3 separate regions of the Hordeum vulgare genome follow, and regions 1 and 2 are each linked to region 3. The links are chromatin contacts, called in public Hi-C maps. All regions are on one chromosome and are shown on one strand. The core of a region is the stretch at or near the end of the contact, and the rest is flanking DNA. Distances in the headings are between cores, read along the strand shown. Region 1 has its middle 200 kb from the start of LOC123443973. Region 2 holds the start of LOC123440037 (DELLA protein SLN1-like). Region 3 has its middle 22 kb from the start of LOC123440038.

Region 1 (3,224 bases), core at 162-2,661, 960 kb before region 3:
GTACATTATACCATATATAGCTCCAAAATTAGGGGAATTCCCTATCCGCCGCTCACTGCGTCAAACTGCCGACGTTTCACACGGGCGAGCGACTAAGCAAGGACGCAATGGGCCGACCTAGTTTCTCCTAGCTAGCCGGTTATGGGAACCTTCTAGGAGGTTCCCTGAACTGTTTTTTTTACCATTTTTCTGTTCTTTTTTTGTTTTTCAGTTTCTGTTTCTTTCACTTCTTTCTTTTTTATTTTCTTTTTCTCATTTACCCCTTTCTTCAACGTTATTTCATCATTTTTAAACCAAGTTCATGTTTGAATTTTTTTTGCTTTTAGAAAATTGTTCTAAATTTCAAATAATTATCGTTTTTAAAACCTACTTATAACTTAAAAAATGTTCGGATCTTCACAAAATGTTCTTATTTTCGAAAAAATGTCTTGTTTTCATTTTCCTTTTTTTTGTTCTTTCCTTTTCATGCTTCTTTTGTTTGACATTTTCTATTTTTTTTTGAAATATGTTCTTGTGTTCAACATTTTATTCACATTTTTTACTTAAATGTTCATGGTTCAATAAATAATCTGGAATTGCAAAAAATGTTATTTCTTTCAAATTTTGTTTATATTTTAAAAAGTGTCCGTATTTGAAAAATTGTTCTTGTATTAAAAAAATGCATGATGGTTTTAAAAATCGTCAGTGCTTTGGAAAAAAATCAGGGATTTAAGAAAATGTTCATTTTTTAAACAAAAAATAATGATTTCATAAAATATATTTGTTTCAAAGTTGTTCTCCTTTTAATTTTTTTCGACAATTTTCAAAAAATATTTGTGTTTAAAAAAATAGTGTCATTCTCAAAATATATTCGCAATTTTCATAAAATAGTCCGTGTTTCAAAAAGTGTCCAGAAATTTCAAAACAAAATCTACTTTTTAGAATTTCTTCAGAATTTAAAATGATGAAAATATTTTATGAATCCCCCAAACAAATTTGAAAACACGAACATGTTTTTGAAATAGGAACATTAAAAAACAATTCATGATTTTTTTAAACCCGGACAGTTTTAAAAATTATGAATACTTTCTGAAAGGTGAACATTTTTTTGAAATATGCAAACATCCTTTGAGTTTGTGAATAAAAATTAATAATAGAAACACTTTTTGAGCTTCTGGACTTTTTTAATGTATTGATTTTTTTAAAAAAATTTGAAGAACAAGAAAGATAAGAAAATGGAATTTAAATAAATATAAAATGGAATAAATAACTTAATTTTTTTGAAAAACGACAAAGAAAGAAATTTAAAAAGAAGCGGAAAAAATAATTGTTCACCCGCTACACACTATAGTACCCGCAAGCCCTGCTGGGCCGGCCCAGTCGGGGGCGCCCTCTGCGAAGCCCCGACTTGTTGCTGCCATAAACGACACATAAATGCTCCCGAAATTAGGTATTTTATCAAATTTAATAGAGAAAACAAAAGTTTTTGCACGATGTAGGCCGGGTCGGGTCAGACCTAGGCTTGAGAATATTGGTCGGCCTTCACACTGTATCCGGCCCGGCCTGAAAAATGCACAGATTTACTACACTCCAACAATATCCAGCCTCATCTCTCTCAAAAAAAACACACAATATCCAGCCTTAATTTTGCAATCCGTGGGCACAACAATTCACCATGATATATTGTCGTAACAATTACTAGATCAGACATACGCGCACGTAATCTCCAGTCTGCAGTAAGGTACAATCTCCTGGATGCATGCATGTCCTAGTTTAGGACGCTTGGTAAACAAAAACTCCAGTATTTAGGTGCCGATGCACCAGCGCAACATGAGCAAGAGGCGGTGCGCCACTAGGTACTATTCAAATGTCTGTCAGTTACGCAGCTTGAGCGAGTCATATGTTCGGCCTCCTCACCGTCGAAGCCCCTATCCACTGGTGATTTTTGAGTTGAAACTTACAATTGCCTTGGCTAATACTTAAAGTTTAGTATGGTATGAGCCTAAATCAGATTCGAATTCTAGCCTTCGTCGTCCGCACTACACGTCTCTAGGAGGTCGATCTTCATGATCTTCACCGGAGGCCGAGCCGGCCATATCTAGGGTCCCACTGTCGTGTCAGTCGATTGTCTTAAAGAGTTCTTTTTGGATCTTTTGATTCAGATTTTTCTATCGCTCGTCGGTAGTTTTGCTTGCTGTTTCTTTTATTCTTTTTATCTAAGATCGGTTTGTGTTGTCAGTCGTTTGTCAACCCTTGTGCGACTCTACTCCGACTTCGGCGTTGATTAGATCAACGTCTTCTCCCACTCGGCAATCTCGTGCACCACATGACGGCCCGAAATGGCCGCCGCCTGTGCCTCTGCCCGCACGCTGCTTTGTGCCGCCTATCGTCTCCTTGATCCGATAGGCTCCTCCATCAACCCCGCCTCCATCTATGTCGGTCGTGGGTCATTCCGCATCGGCACACAACCAACTCAAGCACTCCTCACAGGGTAGTTGGCGCTGTTGTGGCTGGCCAATCGTCTGACTACCGATCCATGACACTTGGACAGGCCGCCACTTCCAGTCCATCAGGCACTCGGACCTTACGGGCAATTGGATTGATCACACGCCCACCCGTGATCCGCTCAATCCATATTGCGCAACCAATCTGTTCAGTTGTTTTTGCGCGCCTCCATAGGTTCCCATGAAAATCGTCCCCGAGTTTTTGTGCCTCTACACTAGTCGAGCAACGGGCTGCCGCTGTGTCGCCCCGGAGGACCGCAACGCTGCCACCCCGTGGTTTTCCCCGTGGCGACACCGATTCCCACACTACTATTACGTCGCCCATTTCGAGTCGTAGCACCGTGACACGTTGTTCATGCTGCCACCAAAAGGTCTTCCTTGCGGTTGCACCAATCCGCGTGCGGTTGCTGCATCGTCTCTTCAAGTCACAGTGCCGCAACACATGGTCCACACTGTCGCACCGAGGTCTTCCTCACCGTTGCCCCGACACGCGCTTCTGCCGCGTCTTCCCTTCATGCCATCGCACCGTGGCACTCGGTCCAATCCATCGTCCTCCCGCATTGACTTCTAGTGTGGTATGCTCCGCGCCATTTCCCCCGTCGTATGATCGACATCGTCCGCAAATGGTCTTTATCACGCTGTTGGATTCTTCCTTGCCAAGTTTGAGCAGCGCCGCCGTATATTTGTGGGAGACCAATGTGGCCCTTCACGGGCTACCTCTGGTACCGTCGACCATATCTT
Region 2 (3,536 bases), core at 555-3,054, 520 kb after region 3:
CATTCATGAGTAAACGAGCTGTGCATCCTCATGCATGCCGCTGTGGAGACCGATTCACACTATACATGCAACTAAGAGTATTAGTACTAATTAGCTAGGAATAATGCCACACGTCTTAAATCTTATCTATTATATAAATACATAAAAATTTAACTGTGCCTTTTAAATTGTGACGGAGAAAGTAACATATGTGTGGTTCATGCAACACTTTATTTATTAATTTGTATGCTTATCTTGTCTTCATATGTGTGATGTTACTCATACTAGAAATAACTATGGGCAGTGCTAGGCGCCGGCGCGCCGGCCCGAGGGCTCGCGTCGGTCCCACATCAGCCGTCAGATCAGGGGCCCCCTGACCGTCTGATCTCGTCACGCGAGCCCCCACCGCCCGCCATCCTCGCACGCGCCGCCGCCCCAGCAGGCGCCTCACCCGCGCCGACGCCTCTGCACGTGCCGACCGCCTCGCCTCGCCTCCTCACCACTGGTCACCCTCACCGTCGGTCGCCGCCGGTCATCGCCTCGGCCGCCCGTCGAAGCACCATGGATGCAGCCCGTCGGTCTTCACCTCGTCGGTCGCATCTCACCCCCTGTGTTGCAAACGCTAGAAAAAAAGTTTCAATCGTGTGTAGAAAAAGTTTCAACCGTTAAGAAAAACAGCTTCAATCAAAAACTTCAACGAGGGAAAGTTGCAAACGTTGAGAGAAAAAGCTTCAACCGTGTATGAAAAAAGTTTCAAACGTCGCTCCGACTGCAGCATCTCGCGTGGTCACTCCTCAAAAGTTTCAACCATGTATAGAAAAGCTTCAACCGTTAAGAAAAAAAAAGCTTCAACCAAATACTTCAACGAGGAAAAAGTATGATTTGCCTTGCAGCTTTTTATACGTACGATTGCAGCTATTTTAATCAACAGTTGAAGCTTTTTTAAATAGCCGTTGCAACAATTTTGGGTGACGTTTGTAACACTTGTATACGTGCGCCCCGACCATGGCGGGCAGACGACGAGGACGACGGGCGAAGGCTGGATCCGGCGATGCGGACGATCGACGGTGGCGGGAACTGGCGATTCGGGCGGGCCGACGGGGGCAGGGACCGACGCAGCGACGGCGACGGCGCAGGGGCAGGGACCATGTCGTCGCAGCGCGCGCGAGCCGTTCGGGATGAGGAGGAGATTGCGGGCCGTTCGAGAAGGGAAGGAGATCGCGAGATCAACGACGCGCGTGCGTCCAGCCGAATGTTCGGCCGGCGCACGGGCGGAAAACGATTAACTATCTATTAAGTTAATTTATCTTTCTCCTTGTTAAATCATTGCCATATAATTTCATTCAAAAAAATAATTGTCATATAAATTATATAAACAAATTTATTAAGTTGGACTTTATTTTAACGCTGAAATTACTTCCGCCGTGATAAGTCACGGCATGGGGGGAAACTTCCTCCTGCTCACTGAAAACTAGATAAGTGTTTAAAACCTGATTTGTGCTCCCACGGTTTTTCAGTCTATTGTACATAGAGGATTCCAAACTCCAAGATCCTCAGAGACAAAATCGGGAAACAGGAATTGACAGAAGGCGAGGTGGGGCACCGTGGTCTGGTTCCTCTCCTCGGGCCGCTCGTCCGCGGTCTCGCTCGCTCGCTCGCCTCTCCTTCCTTCTCCTTCTCGTGGCCGGTCTACGTCTACGTGTCCCCTTCCGCCCCGTGCTCGTGGCCGCCACTCCACGTGTGTGCGCGCTACCCCGGACTTTCCGACGTCACTCACTCACCCCCTCACTCCACTACATCTACACGCGTGACACCCCGCCCCGCCAAGCGCGCACGCACGCCATCCCACCACTTCCATCCTCCCACCGCCCACCGCTTCCACTCCGGCGTAGCGCAGCGCAGCGCAGGCATGGCAATGGGCACGTTCCCTTTCCAGTGGCCTATGGACCCCGCGCCCGCGCCGACCTCCAGCCTCGACGCCAGCTTACCGCCCTCTCTGCTCCCGCCTCCGCCCGCGGCGGTGCCCGACGACGGCGCGGCGTACTACGCGGCAGCGGACATGCACGCCTCCTCTATGCCCGACCTGGCACCGCCATTCCCATCACGGGACGCGGTCGCCGCCGAGCTGGCCATGCGGCGCGCCGAGGAGGAGGTCGCCGGCATCCGCTTGGTTCACCTCCTCATGAGCTGCGCGGGCGCCGTCGAGGCGGGCGACCACGCGCTCGCGGCCGCGCACCTGGCCGACGCCAACGCCTCGCTCGCGGCCCTCTCCACCGCCTCCGGCATCGGCCGCGTCGCCCTTCACTTCACCGACGCGCTCTCCAGGCGGCTGTTCCGGTCGCCTACCACTCCCCCGCCCACCGACGCCGAGCACGCCTTCCTCTACCACCACTTCTACGAGGCGTGCCCCTACCTCAAGTTCGCGCATTTCACGGCCAACCAGGCCATCCTGGAGGCCTTCCATGGCTGCGACACCGTTCACGTCATCGACTTCAGCCTGATGCAGGGTCTCCAGTGGCCTGCTTTGATTCAGGCCCTCGCTCTCCGCCCCGGCGGGCCACCGTTCCTCCGGATCACCGGCATTGGCCCGCCCTCCCCACCAGGCCGCGACGAGCTCCGCGATGTCGGTCTCCGCCTCGCCGACCTCGCGCGCTCCGTCCGCGTCCGATTCTCCTTCCGCGGGGTCGCCGCCAACAGCCTGGACGAGGTCCACCCGTGGATGCTCCAGATCGCGCCCGGCGAGGCCGTGGCGGTCAACTCCGTGCTCCAGCTCCACCGCCTCCTCGCCGACTCAGCCGATCAGGTGCCCATCGACGCCGTTCTCGACTGCGTCGCTTCCTTGCAGCCCAAGATCTTCACGGTCGTGGAGCAAGAGGTGGACCACAACAAACCGGGGTTCCTCGACAGGTTCACCGAGGCGCTCTTCTACTACTCAGCGGTGTTCGACTCTCTGGACGCGGCGAGCGCGAACGGCACGGGCAACGCGATGGCGGAGGCATATCTACAAAGGGAGATCTGCGACATCGTGTGCAACGAGGGCACCGCGCGCATGGAGCGACACGAGCCGCTGTCGCAGTGGAGGGACAGGCTGGGGCGCGCGGGGCTGACCGCCGTGCCGCTCGGGGCGAGCGCGCTCCGGCAGGCCAGGATGTTGCTCGGGCTGTTCTCCGGCGAGGGACACTCCGTGGAGGAGGCCGAGGGGTGCCTGACGCTCGGGTGGCACGGGCGCCCTCTGTTCTCGGCGTCGGCGTGGCGAGCGGCCGCCGTCGGCTGCGACGCCGACGGCGAAGATAACCATACCAGTAACAATACTAGCAACTTTAGCGGCAGCAGTGGCGGTGGTAGTGACAGTAATAACAGCAGCAGCAGCAACGGTAAGTGTAGCGGGGTTGTTGGTGCTAGCAGCATGTTTTTGTAATCGTAAATCGCAGGCAGTCCGGAAATCTCAATGACATGAAACTCTCGAGCTTAGCATCGCATCTCTATCTCTTGCTGACACTGCCAAACCGAGTATTTTTCTTCTGCAACACTTGGCATCTCAACCTCTTTTAATATCA
Region 3 (3,327 bases), core at 432-2,931:
AGCTCTCTCATTCTATTCTTTTAATTCACCATGCTTTCTAATTTTAGAGCTATTCCATATGATTGAGGTATTCAATTTTGGACTTGGATCACATTTTAAACGGGTCAATTCAAATCAGTCGACAACAACTGGCCTATAAAACATATCATTATACTGCATCCTCTCATCATCTAGAAAAAAGAAATGCCAACATGTGACATTGTAGCATCAACATAGTATATGCAGCCACCTACATAGAAATTTTTCCCTTGTGAGTATGGGTTAATTAGCAGATAACCCAGAATGGCGCCGTAAAAGGCCTGTTAAAACACCGCATTATAAAATAAAAATAAAACACACTCCATCATCTTCCCAACTCACCAAACCAAATACTTTCTCAGTTTGAAAATATAAGGTGTATTTTTTTAAAAGCATGATTTTTTTTAACTTTGACTAATGTTAGAACCAAAAACATCGACGTATACAATACATAATAAATAAAATATGAAAAAAATCATGATGAATGTAATGATACTGATTTGATATTGTGTCTATTTATATAATCCTCTATAAATTTGGTCAAACTTAACGAGGTTTGACTTTTAAAAAACAAATGCACTTAATATTTTAAAATAAAGGGATTTTATTTATAAAAACCCGATAACACTAATGGCGCAGCAAAGCCCGCCCAACCCATCTAATAGCCATCAAAATTTGACATGTTTAGCCGTTCTCGTTCTTTTCTGGTTGTTACGGTTTCTAGTTCTTGTTTTTAAAGGTCCCGTCCTTGTTTAATTTCAAACGAGAGAAGTTCTTGTTCCTGTTGGAACATTGGATCTGGACCGCCCTACACTGTTAGCTAACTTTTTTAGTGAATCATGTTAGGGAGATACTATTTGACCCTTCAAGCGTCCTTACTAGTGTTTTTGCAAACCGGCGCATGAAGTAATTCCTTCTCGCGCTGTGTTTGCGGACGTCATGTTTATTTATTTATTTGTTTGTTTTCTTTTTCAAAATGCACAAAAAACACAACCGTGTGGCAGCTTGAACTGGTGACCTCCTTTTTGAAGTACCATGTAGTAACCACCCGGCACGAAACCTCGCGTGAATACCAACATCTTTTTTCTTTTTTTCTTGTTTCTACATCCCTTTTTATTTTTCCTTTTTTCTTGTTCCTGGTTCAATAAACTTTATTAAAATTAGTGATTTTGTTTCTTCAAATTGATTACCTCAAAGTTGATGAACTTATTTCAAGTTTGATGATTTTGTTTTACAAAATTCGATGAACTTTTCTCAAATTCGATGAAGTTTTCTCAAAATGATGATATTTTTTCAAGTTCGATGAACTATTTTTCAAAATCTATGAACTTTTTTTGAACTCAATGAACATTTTTCAAATTTGATGAACATTTTATAGTTTTGTTAAACTTTCTTTCAAATTAGTGATGTTTTTCAAGAATTCATGTAAATTTTTTAATTCATGTTTTTTAGATTTTTAGGTTTTTTTTGTTTTTGAAAAGTCAACATTGATAGGTATGCGGTTGACGTAGCAAGAGTGTCCAGTCAGCAGTCAAGCAAGCTGACCAAGGCAGCGGAAGCCAGGGCACGCGTGCTTTTGGGCTCGGTCCGAGAAGTGGTAGTGTGGGCACCGAAACACCTAGTTGGCGCTTAAAACGCTCACTAGGGGCTCCCACCATGTTAGCTATCTACAAAGTATGGGGTAGGTGCTAGAACGCCCGTACATCTGGGTCAACCCAACTAGCAGTCTGGATATTATGAATCCAAGAATAGGTGAATATCTAAAATAGTTTAGAAATATTCTTGGAAAATGTGTTGAAAATTAAACACATAATAAAAAAGCAGAACAGGAGAATATGCATAAAGATAAGGAAAAGCTAAAAGTCTGACGTCATATTTTTTAGGCATGTCAATGTGACGTTTTTCATGGAAATTTGTGTTGACAATATTTTCAAGCATGATAATTTTTTGGAGAAAAAATGAACCGAGGCGGATTTGTCGTGCTCGCCAACTAAAATTTTCATTCTCGAAGACCATAATTTGCAATGAAAAATGTTCGATCTACCATTGCAAAACTCTGACGTCAAGGAGTCCTAAAGATAACTGTTAGAGTGTATTTCTCTATGTGTGGTTTTGGTAATTGATGATAATTCCTATGGACTAATGGTTGCCTTATGTTATATTTGAAGGATTTGTCCATAGGCACTTCCTGAAGTCCATCTATTGGTTTTAAGGAGTTTATATGATGACCAAGATGGTATTCAATGTTTTATCCAAAGATTGATCATATAGAAGATAAGATACAAGGTTGATCAAGACTAAGTCAAAGAATGAAGCAAGTTGATCAACACACAAAACGTACAAGATGTACCGAGAGGGATCAAGTAGCTCATGGTATGGTAAGCATTGTCCATTACGCTTTATGTACTAACAGTGATCTACATGAGAGTTCTATGCGGTGTCAGGTATGTTTGCATGGGCTTGCGTGAAGAGGAAGATATCATACAACCCATCGAGGATGACATCAAGTGGTGATTGTCGTCAAGATTGCAGTGTGCAAGTTCAATTGAAGCATCGCGAAGAGATCATGCTTGAAGCTTGTCGTCCATTGTGGTGCAAATGGACTTGTGAAGATGTCCCGAAGAGTGGCGCACCCATAGTGGAGTATGGGGAGCAATCAACTAGTCTTCATCCAGCCAACTAGCTCTTATCTGCGGTAGTACCGCTCCTCGCAGCGGTAGTACCGCTCCTCGCAGCGGTAGTACCGCTCCGATGAAACTACCACTCGCCTTCCTACCCTCTAATATGTGGCTCTGCCACCCCAGTGGTAGTACCGCTCCCAGTTGCGGTACTACCTCTTATGGGTGATGGTACCGCTCTCTGGAGAGGTAGTGCCACTTGTGTGCACGTTGAGGGGGTAACAGTTGGATTTTTACCTTCCTATAAACGGGTTTCTTCTTCCCATTGAACCCTACCCTTTGAGCTCGTGTTCTTCCCCCATTGTTGACATTCTTTGAGCTTGCTAACTCTCAATCCCTCCAATGACTCTTGCTAGTTCTTGAGGGAAAAGAGAGAGAAGATCTAGATCCACGTTTCCACCAATCAGTTTCTCCTTTATGTGAAGGGAACCCATTGGATCTAGATTTTGGAGTTCTTTGCGATCTCCTTACTTCCTCTCATATTCCTTCATAGATTTTGTTGTTGTGAAGGGATTTGAGTGTGAAGGACTTGACCACTTCGTGTGTTCTTGTCATTTATTAGTTGCATCGGTTTGAGTTCTCCACAATGATACGTGGAAGTGATGTTTGAGAGGCCTATTACTCTTGGGTG

The links. A called contact is a pair of places that touch in the nucleus more often than the background predicts.
Region 1: a Hi-C map of seedling shows a contact between it and region 3, with 2.0 times the contacts expected there. The contact joins two enhancer-like sites. A contact is called at or near these places in 2 of 6 Hi-C or Micro-C datasets (leaf and seedling).
Region 2: a Hi-C map of seedling shows a contact between it and region 3, with 2.7 times the contacts expected there. The contact joins the promoter of LOC123440037 here to the enhancer-like site in region 3. A contact is called at or near these places in 1 of 6 Hi-C or Micro-C datasets (seedling) and 1 of 1 datasets of contacts at active chromatin or transcription factors (embryo).

Annotation. Positions count from the first base shown.
Region 1 is chr3H:398,217,063-398,220,286 of MorexV3_pseudomolecules_assembly, reverse strand. No RefSeq gene overlaps it. Among protein-coding and RNA genes, the nearest start is that of LOC123443973, 200 kb to the left of the region's middle. Within about 2 kb of position 1,411, at least 2 of the 3 cell types and tissues checked have open chromatin away from gene starts, as enhancers often do. A contact at or near this core is called in seedling, where this site is marked.
Region 2 is chr3H:396,733,359-396,736,894 of MorexV3_pseudomolecules_assembly, reverse strand. It overlaps LOC123440037 (DELLA protein SLN1-like), which reads left to right and starts at 1,804. Exons shown (of 1, transcript XM_045116632.1): 1 at 1,804-3,458. The coding sequence starts at 1,889. The coding sequence ends at 3,397.
Region 3 is chr3H:397,257,570-397,260,896 of MorexV3_pseudomolecules_assembly, reverse strand. No RefSeq gene overlaps it. Among protein-coding and RNA genes, the nearest start is that of LOC123440038, 22 kb to the right of the region's middle. Within about 2 kb of position 1,681, at least 1 of the 3 cell types and tissues checked has open chromatin away from gene starts, as enhancers often do. A contact at or near this core is called in seedling, where this site is marked.